3 separate regions of the Mus musculus genome follow, and all the other regions are linked to region 1. The links are chromatin contacts, called in public ChIA-PET maps. All regions are on one chromosome and are shown on one strand. Each heading gives the region's core, a stretch centred on a gene start, on an enhancer-like site or on the middle of the called end of the contact. The rest is flanking DNA. Distances are from core to core; before and after follow the strand shown.

What was found. ChIA-PET counts read pairs in DNA pulled down with a chosen protein or histone mark.
Region 2: an RNA polymerase II ChIA-PET map of memory CD8 T cells shows a contact between it and region 1, with 40 read pairs. The contact joins two enhancer-like sites. A contact is called at or near these places in 1 of 484 Hi-C or Micro-C datasets (the N1E-115 cell line) and 1 of 115 datasets of contacts at active chromatin or transcription factors (memory CD8 T cells).
Region 3: a contact with region 1 is called in an RNA polymerase II ChIA-PET map of memory CD8 T cells, with 8 read pairs. The contact joins two enhancer-like sites. A contact is called at or near these places in 2 of 39 promoter capture datasets (embryonic stem cells and pre-B cells), 2 of 15 datasets of contacts at CTCF or cohesin (embryonic stem cells and stem cell-derived epiblast-like cells), 41 of 484 Hi-C or Micro-C datasets (the AML12 cell line, B cells, the Ba/F3 cell line and 21 more), 6 of 115 datasets of contacts at active chromatin or transcription factors (astrocytes, bone marrow-derived dendritic cells, embryonic basal ganglia and 3 more) and 1 of 9 other capture datasets (adipose tissue).

What each region holds. Positions count from the first base shown.
Region 1 is chr15:28,187,569-28,191,682 of GRCm38.p6, forward strand. It overlaps a transcript of Dnah5 not described here. Among named protein-coding and RNA genes, the nearest start is that of Dnah5, 14 kb to the right of the region's middle. Within about 2 kb of position 2,248, at least 48 of the 459 cell types and tissues checked have an H3K27ac peak or open chromatin away from gene starts, as enhancers often do. A contact at or near this core is called in memory CD8 T cells, where this site is marked.
Region 2 is chr15:27,594,490-27,598,603 of GRCm38.p6, forward strand. Ank (progressive ankylosis) reads left to right here. Exons shown (of 12, transcript NM_020332.4): 12 at 1-420. It also overlaps a transcript of Otulin not described here. Among named protein-coding and RNA genes, the nearest start is that of Mir7117, 25 kb to the left of the region's middle. Within about 2 kb of position 2,157, at least 254 of the 459 cell types and tissues checked have an H3K27ac peak or open chromatin away from gene starts, as enhancers often do. A contact at or near this core is called in memory CD8 T cells, where this site is marked.
Region 3 is chr15:27,639,714-27,643,827 of GRCm38.p6, forward strand. No RefSeq gene overlaps it. Among named protein-coding and RNA genes, the nearest start is that of Otulin, 11 kb to the left of the region's middle. Within about 2 kb of position 1,703, at least 45 of the 459 cell types and tissues checked have an H3K27ac peak or open chromatin away from gene starts, as enhancers often do. A contact at or near this core is called in memory CD8 T cells, where this site is marked.

The DNA of each region.
Region 1 (4,114 bases), core at 998-3,497:
TTTTTAAAAAATCATTTAAAAAATTTTATGTGTATGGACGTTTTGCCTAAGCACATGTCTGTGCACTGTGGGGGTACAGTGCCCACAGAGGCCAGGAGGGTGTGGGATTCCTTGGGACTGGAGTGTGAGCCTCGATGGAGTGTGAGCCTCGATGTGGGGGTTGGGAATCGAACCCGCACCTGGAGGAGCAGCCAAGGCTGAACATTTTCTTGAGTCCTGTTTCTTAGTGATTTTGTTTCTTTAAAGCACCGTCTCTGTATACACGGAGATGCATTTTATTTATAATTATTATTTCTCTTAGTTCATTTGATAGCAGGCGAAAGTTCTAAACTGGGAATTTTTGAAAAAGGAGATCGTTGGAACATAGACAAAGATTTGTTCTCAGACAGGGTCTTCCTAATGGTCGCATTCTAGACTATGGAGATTTAGAGGTGTGCCCTAACAGGCCAGGCATGGTGTTTCCGTCAAACAGGAGACTTTGGCTTCTCTTGCATTAAAGGCTTCAGCATCGCTACCTCCTGCTGGGCCATCTCTTTTGTAAATGTGAGAAAGTCGATATAAATCAAGGTTAATCACCGCAATGCTCCCAGGTCTTTTTTCTCCGCTATGACCACCCTGTTCATCGTGCTGTTCTCTCCGTCGCCGCTGGGGGGCAGCTGAGTTCCACGAGCAGTCGGCTGGGCTGGTGTCCCTTCCCCAGCCCAGACTATTGCTGCTGTTAATGTATTTTGCTTGAAAGGAGTGAAGAAAAGAACACAACATGTAGTATCTCCGGATTAATCTCATTTTATTAACCTCCGAACATAAGACTTTATAGGGCATGAGATTGAAAGCCTGTAACTCTTGTAACTGGAATTCTAAAGATTTCTTCTTAAAAGGAGAAAGCCCGACAAAGCTGTCTGCTGATGGCGGGTACAGCGCTCTTTTCATGTGGGTTTATAGACCCATCATTAATAAAAGAACCTTCCCAACATGACACTCCTGTGCCAACAAACAGCATTCGACAGTTCTCTGAAAGGAAAGCCTGAAACTCAGGCTGGAAGGTAAGCAAGAGCAAGCTGAGGCTCATTACATTGAAATTCACTTTTGTGCTCAATTCAATTAATAAAACGCTACCTTTCATTCCTAATGCACTTGATAAGAAGAAAGAGTAACTACGTGTGTCTCTCAAGGCAATAAAGAATGGAGGAGTCAGTCTTGATGGCCATCTCATGCTGGAGGGAGAATGGGAAGCCCCCACCTTCTGTTTGGTAAGGGCTGCAGTAGGAAAGTGGCTTGTAGGAGGGGCTTGTAGGAGGGGCGGGACTTGGCCTTTCCATTCCTCGACATTTTCTTCCTTTATATGTCCCATATCTCTGTCACTGGTTATTTTATCCCAACAAATCAGACAGGAAACCAAGAAGAATGAGAACCGCAACGATCTGAGAGACACTGTCACAGGGATTGAAAGACGGGGATTGTTATTTAACAAAAAGGAATATCATGTTGACTTATACACAATGCAGGCAGTTTAAAAATGGTCATTCAGTGTGTATTTATTTCATGAGCTCTTGAGAAGTGCCAGGTGTTGTGTTAATGACAATATTTTAAAGTCACCTTTTTTTGTTGTTGTTTGTTTGTTTTAAACACTCATTAGGTTATATTTCTAAAATGCCATTATAGGGCTGGGGATACGCCTGAGTTGGCAAAGCGCTTGCCTACAGTGCACGAAGTTCCGGGTTTGATTCCCAGCACTGCACGCTTCAGGCATGTTGGTGCGTGTCAGTAGCTCCAGCACTCAGGACACAGAGGCAGGGGGGGTCAGAAGTTCAAGATCACCTTCAGTTACCTCTCGAGTTTCAGGTCAACTTTAAGCTCTAGGACTTCATGTCTAAAAAATACCCCAAAAACCAAAAACCAAAAACCAAAAAACCCAAAAAACAAAAACCACCCCAAACCAAAAACAAAAACAACCCCCCAAAACAAAACAAAAAACAAAAATCCAACCAAAACAACAAAACAACAACAAAAACCCAAACCCACTATTATTCACTATGAAAACTATTACACGCAAGATCAGACTCAAGGAACAGCTAACGCGCGTGCAACTTCAGAGGGAAGCTGTAAGATTCTGAAGAGACCCCATAAAAGAAAGGATGTAGAGAGGTTTCTGAGACTTGAATGAGGCGTGAGCATCAGAGAGAGTGCGGTAGGTAGGCAGACGCTGACAAAGCTGCGAGGACAAAGCACCTGTATCCTTATTGGCCAGAGTGGGTGCCTGTAGTGTGAGCCGGTGTGGTGTAGCACGCCTGCGGTCACCTGCGGAGTCATCACAGTTCCTTAAAGTCACCCTTTCCTGTAAACGTCGAGTGGTTTCACAAAGCGGCAGATTCAAGCCTGTGTTTTAGGGAAGGGGAAGGAAATGGAGAATCAGAGAGAAACCATTTTCTCCCAGGCCTTTCTGGTTCAGGCTTAGAGCGCCCTCTTGATCACACACTTTCTTCCAAACTGAAGGCAACTTTTCACAGACTGCGTCTCATTTTTAATTTCCCCCTTAAGTTCTCAGACTTGCTACCGCGCCTCCTCATTTACATGATTTAGCTCGGTTTCGGAACTGAATTTTAACAGATGTTATTATATTCGAAACAGTAACTCTTCAAGCATTTTAAGGGTAGGTTTTGAGTATTTTGCTTCACGAGGTTCATGTGTGATCTTTGATCTCCTTCCCCCCTCCCCCTCCCCTTCCTCTCCCCCTCCCTCTCCCCTTCCTCTCCCCCTCCCCATCCCTTTCCCCTTCCTCTCCCCTCCCCCTTTCTCTCCCCCTCCCCTCCCCCTTTCTCCCTCCCCCTCCCTTTCCCCCCTTCCTCTCCCCTCCCCCCTTCTCTCCTTCTCCCCTCTCCCCCTCCCCCCTCTCCCCTCCCCCTCCCCCTCCCTCTCCCCTGTGTTGGAAGGTGGGTGAGTAATGAATGAATCCAGGGAACATCTTCTTTTCTCTGTTGTAAGCTTGTGCAGGCAGCAAGTTGTCCTATATTGGAATAACATCCTTAACGTGGCATAAAATCTCACTGAGTGCATTCATGTTGGTGGCCTTTGGTGAGATTAATGAGCTTCAGTAAACACTTTTCTTAAAATACATTAATATTCTATCAAAATCATACCTGTAGTCTTTTAACGAGAAATGTCCACCACAAGCACGTGCATTTGAACACTTGATCCACAGCTAGTGATGCTGTTTGGGGAGGGGGCGGCGTAGCCATGATGGAGGAAGCACACCACTAGGGGTAGGTTTCACGCCGTTTTCAGTTTGCTTGCTCTGCTCTGTGCTCATGGTTGCTATAAGATCTCTGCCCTTCCCAGTCACCACACAGATGCTTGCTGCCCTGCTACCCTGATCTTCCTGACACAGTTACCATGCAGACGCTTGCTGCCACGCTGCCCTGACACACCAGATCCATACCCTTCTGGAACCATGAACATCAATACACTTTTCTTCCATAAGTTGGTTTGCTCACGACAATTTAGCACAGCAGTAGAAAAGTACTAATGCTTGAAAGACGAACTTAACCTGGAATCATCTTAGACTATATTAAGAGCTATGGTTACCTAAAAAAGGAATCATACCACAAAGTTGGAGAGCTTCGGAGTCATATCCGAAACCTTCCCTATGTCCCCTGCATTTTTCTATTTTTATTATTTTATTTTCTGATATATTAAAACTTATTTTTACTTATTAGGTTTGTCCTTGGACATTTTTTTTCACACGTACACAATGCACAGTGACTCCCCGTACCTTGCACTTCCTTCCTACCCCAGTTCAGAGCTCTCCTGAATCCCTTTCCTGTTCCTATATACTCATTTTGTTTGGTGATCTGCTGAGATTAACCAGGGACATCCGTGTGACCACGGGTTGGGAAAAATCTCTTGGAACCTGATGGCTCAGCAGTGGGCCCACAACCAGAGACACTAATCCCATGTCTCAGAATATATTAGGAGCCAGTGGTTGAGATATGAAGGATAGGGCCCTGTGAGCTTCTCCACCTCCGTTGACTGATGGTTGATAGTGTTAGTCTTGTGTGGGTCAAATGCAGCTAACTCTAGTTGTGACGATTGCAACAGTCATACCAACGCTGTGGTA
Region 2 (4,114 bases), core at 907-3,406, 590 kb before region 1:
CTTACTCGGGTTGTACCAGTGACCGCTGTATGTTACAGCCTTCTACACGTCCCTTGTGTATGAATGTAAGGGCCTACAGATCCAATTGATGGGCAACCTCGGGAGGAAATGGATCCACTACTGTAGACAGGCAAAGGTGGGAAGGGCGGAGGGAAAAGGGCGGAAGGCGGGCCTCTTGTGCTTATTATTTTGGTGTTGTGTAACCTCATGTTAAGACTGTCAGGGCTACACAGGCTCGCATTTCCATTTCTAGATACCCAGTGTCCCTCATATGTGCCCACCATGGGAACAAATCCTATGTGCTTCCGTAGCTGCTTGTGGGTGACGTCAGGGGCAGATCTGAAAGATAACTGAAAGTCTTAATTGTATTGGCTTTTTAAAGTACATGACTAGAAAATTAAACAGCAATATTTTTTAAAATGTGTGGCTATTTTCATGCTTCTGGGGTTGGAGCTTAAATACCAAATATCAAATTCGAAATCCTTTCCCTTTAAAGTCAAGAAAAGCTAGTATCTCTTTATTGTGCACTTGGGACATGTAGCTTAGAGCCCAGAGCCGCCTTCATCAGGATGACTGGACATCAGCTGTGTAAGATGTCCCGAGCCCCTGGAATGCAGTGCCAGGCCCAGGCCTCTGCAATGGAGCTGCGGTTTGGGGGGATTTGTTCTGACCTTCCCCTCCTAGTACAGGCTCCTCCACACACATTCTGTGGGCCTGTTTTGTCACCTGACACCCTGAGACAGCTGCCATACTGTTGTATTCAAACAAAGAATTCCACGGCCTAGACTTGGGAAGGGCCTTTCTCCTCTTTCCACAAGCATTAAGGGCAGCCTTTCTAGCTCAGCAGCTGAGTGTTCTTTTTAAACATATTGCTCAGCTAACAAACTGAAAAGGACCATGTCTGTGAAATCCTCAAGGACTGTGGGAAGATCATTCTCAAGGTTAAGCGACAAATACAACCTAAAGTTGCAGAGGCAGGAGACAAGTTTTCCTCAAAATACTGAGTTAGGATGGCCTTTCTAGAGTGAGGGTTTTCTCCGAGAAACTAGAGAAGCCTGTTTATCTGAGGGGCAACCGAGGGTCATTCTAAGTGCACACCTGACCTGCTGCTGGCTCTGCCCTTGTTTACTGGGTGCTGGCACACAGGCCCTCTCTAAGGCCCCCTGGAACTGAGTAAACAGGACTGCTGTGACTCAGGAAGGACAAAGCCTGCCCACTGCAGGGCTCCGGGAGTGTGAGCGGCTTGCGGTTGGCTTGGTGGGAACTCACCAGGGATCCTTCCACTGCGAAGGCCTTGTTTGTATCTGTGGGTTGGAGCTGGTCAGTGTCTCCCTGCTGCCCGTGTTGGGCTTGGGCTTGGGCATCTGGAGTCAAAGGCACTCTTCTCTCGGTTGGGACCATCTGTTTCTTGGCCTTCGCTCATGCTTTGGCTTGGAAATGTTCAGAGAGGGCCTCAGAAATGAAAACACTTATTCTGAGCTGCAGTAATTACTTAAGTACTTAAGCACTTTAAACTCCGTGGACCCTATTGCTTTCTTGCAATGCAGCCCCTCCTGGATGTGGCAGGACTGAGACAATGGCCTTGGTCATGGGGAAAGTGACTGCATTTTATCTTTAATAAATAGTTTTACCACTCCCTTAGTGCAGGTGAGTGGGTGTGTGTGCCTGTTTCAGAGAGGAAACAAAGACTCCCTCTGATTCTAGTTCCCCAATCTCCCACCTTCCTAACTGCTCTGTTTGAAAATATTTTCTTCTGAAATAGGCAAAGGGAAAGGAACATTTTCCAAGATTCAGCAACTTTCTCTCCATACTGAAGCGAGAGCAAGAGATGTGCTGCAAAATAGGAAATCCTAATATTCTTATAATTATCTATTTTTAGTTTGAGACAGGGTCACTCTACATATCCCTGGCTGTCCTGGGACTCTATGTGGACCAGGATGACCTTGAACGCACGGAGATCCATGTGGCTCTGCTTCCCAAGTGCTGGGATTAAAGGTGTGCACCACCACACCTGGCCTCTTCTAATGAAATGATGTTACCTGAGCAATGTTTCCTTGTACTTTTTTCTGCTTCAGTAAAGCTCTGAATAGAACATGACCAGAACACCATGTGCTGCTTTGTGTCTGGTTTAGGGTACTGCAGGCAAGCTAAGCCTTCTGTGCTCCACCAGGAGAGGGTTGTTTTCAATGCTGCCTGTCACACACTTTTATAACCAAAAGTATAATAATGCTATCTCTGGTGGGACCTGGGAAGGTGAGGTGACTTCAGTGTTAGCTGTGCAAACCCAGTGTCTTGTCTGCCTTTCCACAAGAGCCTCACACAAGGCTCTTTTATAAAAAGCTTGAAGCATCAAAAAGCACGGTTTTCAGCAATGTATCTGGAAACCATGAGAGCTGCTTCTCTGTGTGGTTATTCTGAGCCTCTATTTTTGTCATTCGAAGTGGCAAAACATCAGGTGACTCATCAGCTGATCTAACCACACATGAAACAGGATGTAGTGGAAATCTCAAGAAAGGCCTGGGTGCCCTGCTCAAAGGCTGGTGACTAAAATTAACACACCAAAGCTAAACAAGAGGCAAACAGGACTGTAATCAACAACCCGAACCCCACTTTACAAGTCAGGAAACAACTCACTGCATTGTTTACTGTCTGATCTCAAAGGGGAAAATAATGAGAAGACAAGGAAACCTTAAGTTTCATTCTCCCCACCACAAGACAGAAGGGTGGTCGTTAGCTCCGTTAACTGATGTGGTGCCCTACCAGGAAGAGCACCTAAATCCAAGGAAACAAATTCTCTGCCAAGTGCAAGTGGTGCCAGACTTGTAACTAGTACCTTACAAAAACTTAGTAATTCATTTTCAGAATTTCTACTTAGTGTGTATCTTTGCGTATATACACTTTAGTGTGGAGATTCACAAACTGTGCACACAACAGAGTCCAGAAGAGGGACCAAGTGTCCTGTCGAGTAGTAGTCTTATCTCCTTTGAGATGGAGGCCCTTAGAAGCCATCAAGACCCACGAATCTGGCCTTTGACACCCCCCATGCCCCCTGGGGCTTACTAAGTGGATGCTGGGAGCAGAACTCTCATCCTTGTGATTTCACAGCAAACCTTCTGAATCACTAAGCTGCCTTTCCGGTCCAATGATAATCTTTCTCTCCTGCATTTGCAATCAATCAAACAGGGTCTCTCAAAACCTGACTAGGGAGATGCGCTTTTAGAGGTGACTGTCAGACACACGTGGATAGACTTACTGGATGGTTTATGCAGGAGACACACATGGACAGAGTTAGCTTTTATACAGTACCTCTTTTCACCTGGGCCAGTAACTCCAAATGCACTTATTAGCAAGACTTGACATCTACTTCTGTACAAACAATGTCAACCAATATACAAGCTGAGACCACAGACAAGAACCGAAAGCCTTTCTACTTGAAAAAGAAGTCCTTAGTGTACAAGGAGAGAGGGGATGAGAGCAGAACTGCTCCAACCCAGCAGCCGTGAGGACTCACTAAGAGAAAACTCTTCCTTCTGCTCAAGAGGGTAAAAAATCTCTGGTCTGGGCAAAAATCGAACACTAAGTTATCCAACATGAGGAGTGAATGTGACCCAGCAGGTCAACCACCGGGCCAAGGGACCACAGCAGGGAGGTGGGAGCACCTTTAGGGAGGCAGACTCAACTTCAGCCTTGTTGAAGAGATAGGCAAAATAAATTCCTTTAAGGAGATACTTTTGCTCCCCAGAATTCCTATGCCCGAGCCCAAGCTGCCATGGAGCTCAGCTTGCTCCCTATGCCAAAAGGTCCGACTCCTTCCCTTTTTTGTTCCCAAGTATGCTTTCTCTAGCAGCTGGGGGTTCCTAGCAGCTGGGGGTTCCTTGCTTTATCCTGAACGCTCCCTTCCCACCACGTGGCTGCCTGCTGCAGAGTAACATGGTTTTTCCTTCTTCCCCCCTCTCCTCTAGGCAACTCCCGACACTTACAGCTTGCTTGCTCTGGGATTTTTCTTTTAAAACTCTTCTAAAATTATCCTTGAGCTTCCATTTGATGTTTTAATAAAACTCTTAATGAGACTAAGAACCCCAAGAGGGTTCCTCCAGGTCCTTGTATGTCAAAT
Region 3 (4,114 bases), core at 453-2,952, 550 kb before region 1:
TATGAAATTCCTAGGCAAATGGTTGGACCTGGAGGGTATCATCCTGAGTGAGGTACCCCAATCACAAAAGAACTCAAATGATATGTTCTCACTGATAAGTGGATATTAGCCCAGAAACTTAGGATCCCCAAGATATAAGATACAATTTGCTAAATGCATGAAACTCAAGAAGAACGAAGACCAAAGTATGGACACTTTGCCCCTTCTTAGAATTGGGAACAGAACACCCAAGGAAGGAGTTACAGAGACAAAGTTTGGAGCTGAGACGAAAGGATGGACCATCTAGAGACTGCCACACCTGGGGATCCATCCCATAATCAGCCTCCAAACGCTGACACCATTGTATACACTAGCAAGATTTTGCTGAAAGGACCCTGATAGAGCTTTCTCTTGTGAGACTATACCGGGGCCTAGCAAACACAGAAGTGGATGCTCACAGTCAGCTATTGGATGGATCACAGGGCCCTCAATGGAGGAGCTAGAGAAAGTACCCAAGGAGCTAAAGGGATCTGCAACCCTATAGGTGGAACAACAATATGAACTAACCAGTACCCCGGAGCTCTTGTCTCTAGCTGCATATGTATCAAAAGATTGCCTAGTCGACCATCACTGGAAAGAGAGGCCCATTGGTCATGCAAACTTTATATGCCCCAGTACAGGGGAACGCCAGGGCCAAAAAGTGGGAGTGGGTGGGTAGGGGAGTGGGGGGGGAGGGTATGGGGGACTTTTGGGATAGCATTGGAAATGTAAATGAGGAAAATACCTAATAAAAAATATTAAAAAAAAAAAAAAACAAGACCAGATGACCAAACAAAAACCTATGCCTTTGTAGTTCTGAAGCTGAAAAATATCATTCAGGAAAAAAAAATGACAAGAAAGTGTTCAATTAAAAAGGAACATACCTTGCAATAGTATTAGTTTACCTGGAAACCCCAAAACTTCCCCAGGCCTCTTTATTGGGAGAACATTAGATCATAATGAAATCTATTTCTATTGTGAAAATGAAAGTTTCCTACCTAGAGGAGAGAATGATGTGATGATTGTAATTCATGGACTTGAGGCTCTCTAGTAAGATTCAACCGTTCTACCTAAACAGAACTTTGGCTTAGAAGTTATCTAGGCAGAATATAATCTTTTTTTTTTTTTTTTTTTTTTTGAGACAGGCTTTCTCTGTATAGCTCTGGCTGTCCTGGAACTCACTATGTAGACAAGGCTGGCCGTGAACTCAGAAATCCGCCTGCCTCTGTCTCCCGAGTGCTGGGATTAAAGGCGTGCGCCACCACGCCCGGCGGCAGAATATAATCTTGATTTATTTGAAAACTGAAAATGAAATGTCATACTCCTGTACCTGAGTATGTGCCATGGGTAGGATTGGGTCCTCCCAAGTTCATATGCTAAAGTCCTGATCCTCCATGGAACTGCTGAGAGTCAGGGCTGTGAGGGCAGGGACGACGTTTAGCTGAGATTATCAAGTAAAGGGGGGGCAGGGGCTCCAAAATGATGAAGCTGTTTTTCTCCCAAAGAGACAAAGACACCGGAGCCTACTCTGTCTACCGTGAGAAGACGCAGCGACGGGCCCACCACCAGAAACCAAGAAGAAAGTCCCTACCAGAAACGGTTGTCAGCCTGGTGTTAGTTCCAGGCCACAGAACAGAGGGCTGTCACAGCAACTGCAGCCAGTTAAAAACGATCACAAAACAGTTCCTTGCACTCACCTTTAAAGATCAGACACGTGTTTCCTGTGGCAAGGAAGTCTGTGAATCAGACTCTGCCCTAGAACGCCGAAGAAGCCAGAGGTGCGAACTGTAGCCATTTCCTAAGAAACTAAGGGCGAGGATATCTGTGTTGCTTACAGGAACTTTAACCTCCTCCTCCAGCAGCTTTGGATTAGGTCGGGGGTTTTCCTGTGACCCAGCCCCACCCCCTACTATTCCAACATAGCCACTGATGATAAGGTAAGCAAGCTATCAGTCTTAGCGCTTAAAAAAAAATCATACCAAGAAATTTCTGACAAAGTAAGAACTTTGGATTTTACATTAATGTGTCTGATTACTCCCTGCTTGGTTTAGACCTTAGAAGGGTATCCAGTTGAGGGTTTTGCTTGTTTGTTTGTTTGTTTTTCAAAATAAAATGAATATATAATTGCATCTCATAGCATTTGTACTCGAAGCCGCGGGCAGCTAGGATCTAACAGGTATCAAAATCCTGCCTTTGGACTTGGGCTTCTCTGCCCTTAGACATGGGTATTTTGGTGTTTACATGAAATATCTTGACTACTATGTCAATTAAATGTACTGTAGCATGGGACGATAAAGCTAATGTGTAGCAGAAACAGAACTGTGTGACTTTGGGTAGGCCATTTAACCTCTCAGTTTTCAGCCTTCAATGTCACCAGCACATGGCTTGCTCTTGAGAGTCTCTGTGGGACAAACCATGGTGCAAAGTAAGAGATGCTGGTGGCATCTTAATCGCCTGGGTGACAGACTCATGGCAAGACTGGGTGCCTTCCTTGTACCCTACTTGGGCTGAATATTGATACTAAACACAAATGGTTGTCTGGTGACACTTCTCAGAAGCAAACAAGATTGATTCTAAAGCAGATTTTTTTTTTTTTTTTTTTTTTTTTTGTGGCAAGGATTGGCCTCTAACTTGCTTTCAACAAATTTGAAGGATCTAAAATTGTTAAAATAATAGAGTGGCAAATTACTATGATATTGTGTGAAAATAAGGAGTGAGTGTGAGTGTGTGTGCGCGCGCGCGTGCACAGTGTGAGTGACTGTGGATATCTATAGAGGCCGGAAGTTGAAATCAGGTGTTTTTTTTGAAGCCAGGAGCTTTTCGCTGAACCTGGGGCTCACTAATTGGCTTATGTGGTGGTTTGAATAATAATGGCCCCCATAGGCTCATATATTTGAATGCTTGGTCCCCAGCTGATGGAGCTGTTTGGGAAAGATTAGAATATATGCCCTTAGAGAGGGAGGTGTGTCACTGGGGGTGGGATTTGGGGTTTCAAAAGCCCAGTCAATTCCTATTGAATCAGAATGTAAGCTTTCAGCTACTGCTCTAGCACCATGCCTGCCTGGTGCCCTGCTTCCCATCATGATGGTCATGGACTCTAACCCTCTGAACCATGAGCCTCAAAATAAACCCCTTCTTTCAGGAGTTGCCTTGGCCATGATGTTTTGTCATGGCAATAGAAGAGTAAGTAAGAAAGCTAGGTTAAAGCCAGTAAGCCCCTCGGAGCCTCCTGTTTCTGCCTCCCAGATGTGGGAGTTCAGGCGACCATGCCTGGTCACCCAACAATTTTTCTTAAAAAATTGTATTGGATTCTGCCTACATGTATTGTCTGTGTACCACATCTGTGTCTGGTGCCATCTTGAGGCCAGAAGAGGGCATCACATCCTCCAGCCCTGGGATTACAGATGGTTGTGAGCCTCCATATGGGTTCTAGGAATCAAACATGGTGTCCCTGTAAGAGCAGCCAATGTTCTGAACCACAAAGCCACTTCTCCAGCCTCCTGCCTAGCTTTTCACCTGGGTGCTGAAGGTCTGAACTCAGGTCTTCATGATTACGCAGTAAGCGCTTTGCCCATTGAAACTTCTTCCTGTCCCCAGTGACTGTGTTTTTAGCATGGGATTCAGAAACTCAAAGAACTGATTTTGTTGAAGCAAGCCCCCATTTTCATCTGTTTGTGAGTTCCTTAATACTTATCTCTCAACCCCCCAAAGAGGAATAGAATTGTAACCCAATTCTGTTTGTTCCCAACAATAAGTAGCATTCATCAACAGATTTTCCGAGAGATGTACTCAACAAATTGTATGTATATATAGCAATTGTTAAAAGTTGCAATGTGTTATTTAAATTTCCTATATTGATTGTTATAATAAGCTTTCAATTTTAAGTAATAAGAGATTTTCAAATACAAAAGTACCAACATTTATATACCGTATAAGTTACATGTCTTAAAATTAAGCATCTAGAGTTGTCCAGAGCATTTTTGGTAGACACTCAGTGATTACACTTTAGACAGCATAAGGTCAGCCCTAGGTCTATACTCTAACTCATTTGTGAATGAAGGGACATTTATAAAGCTCACTCTGCGTGTCAAGTACT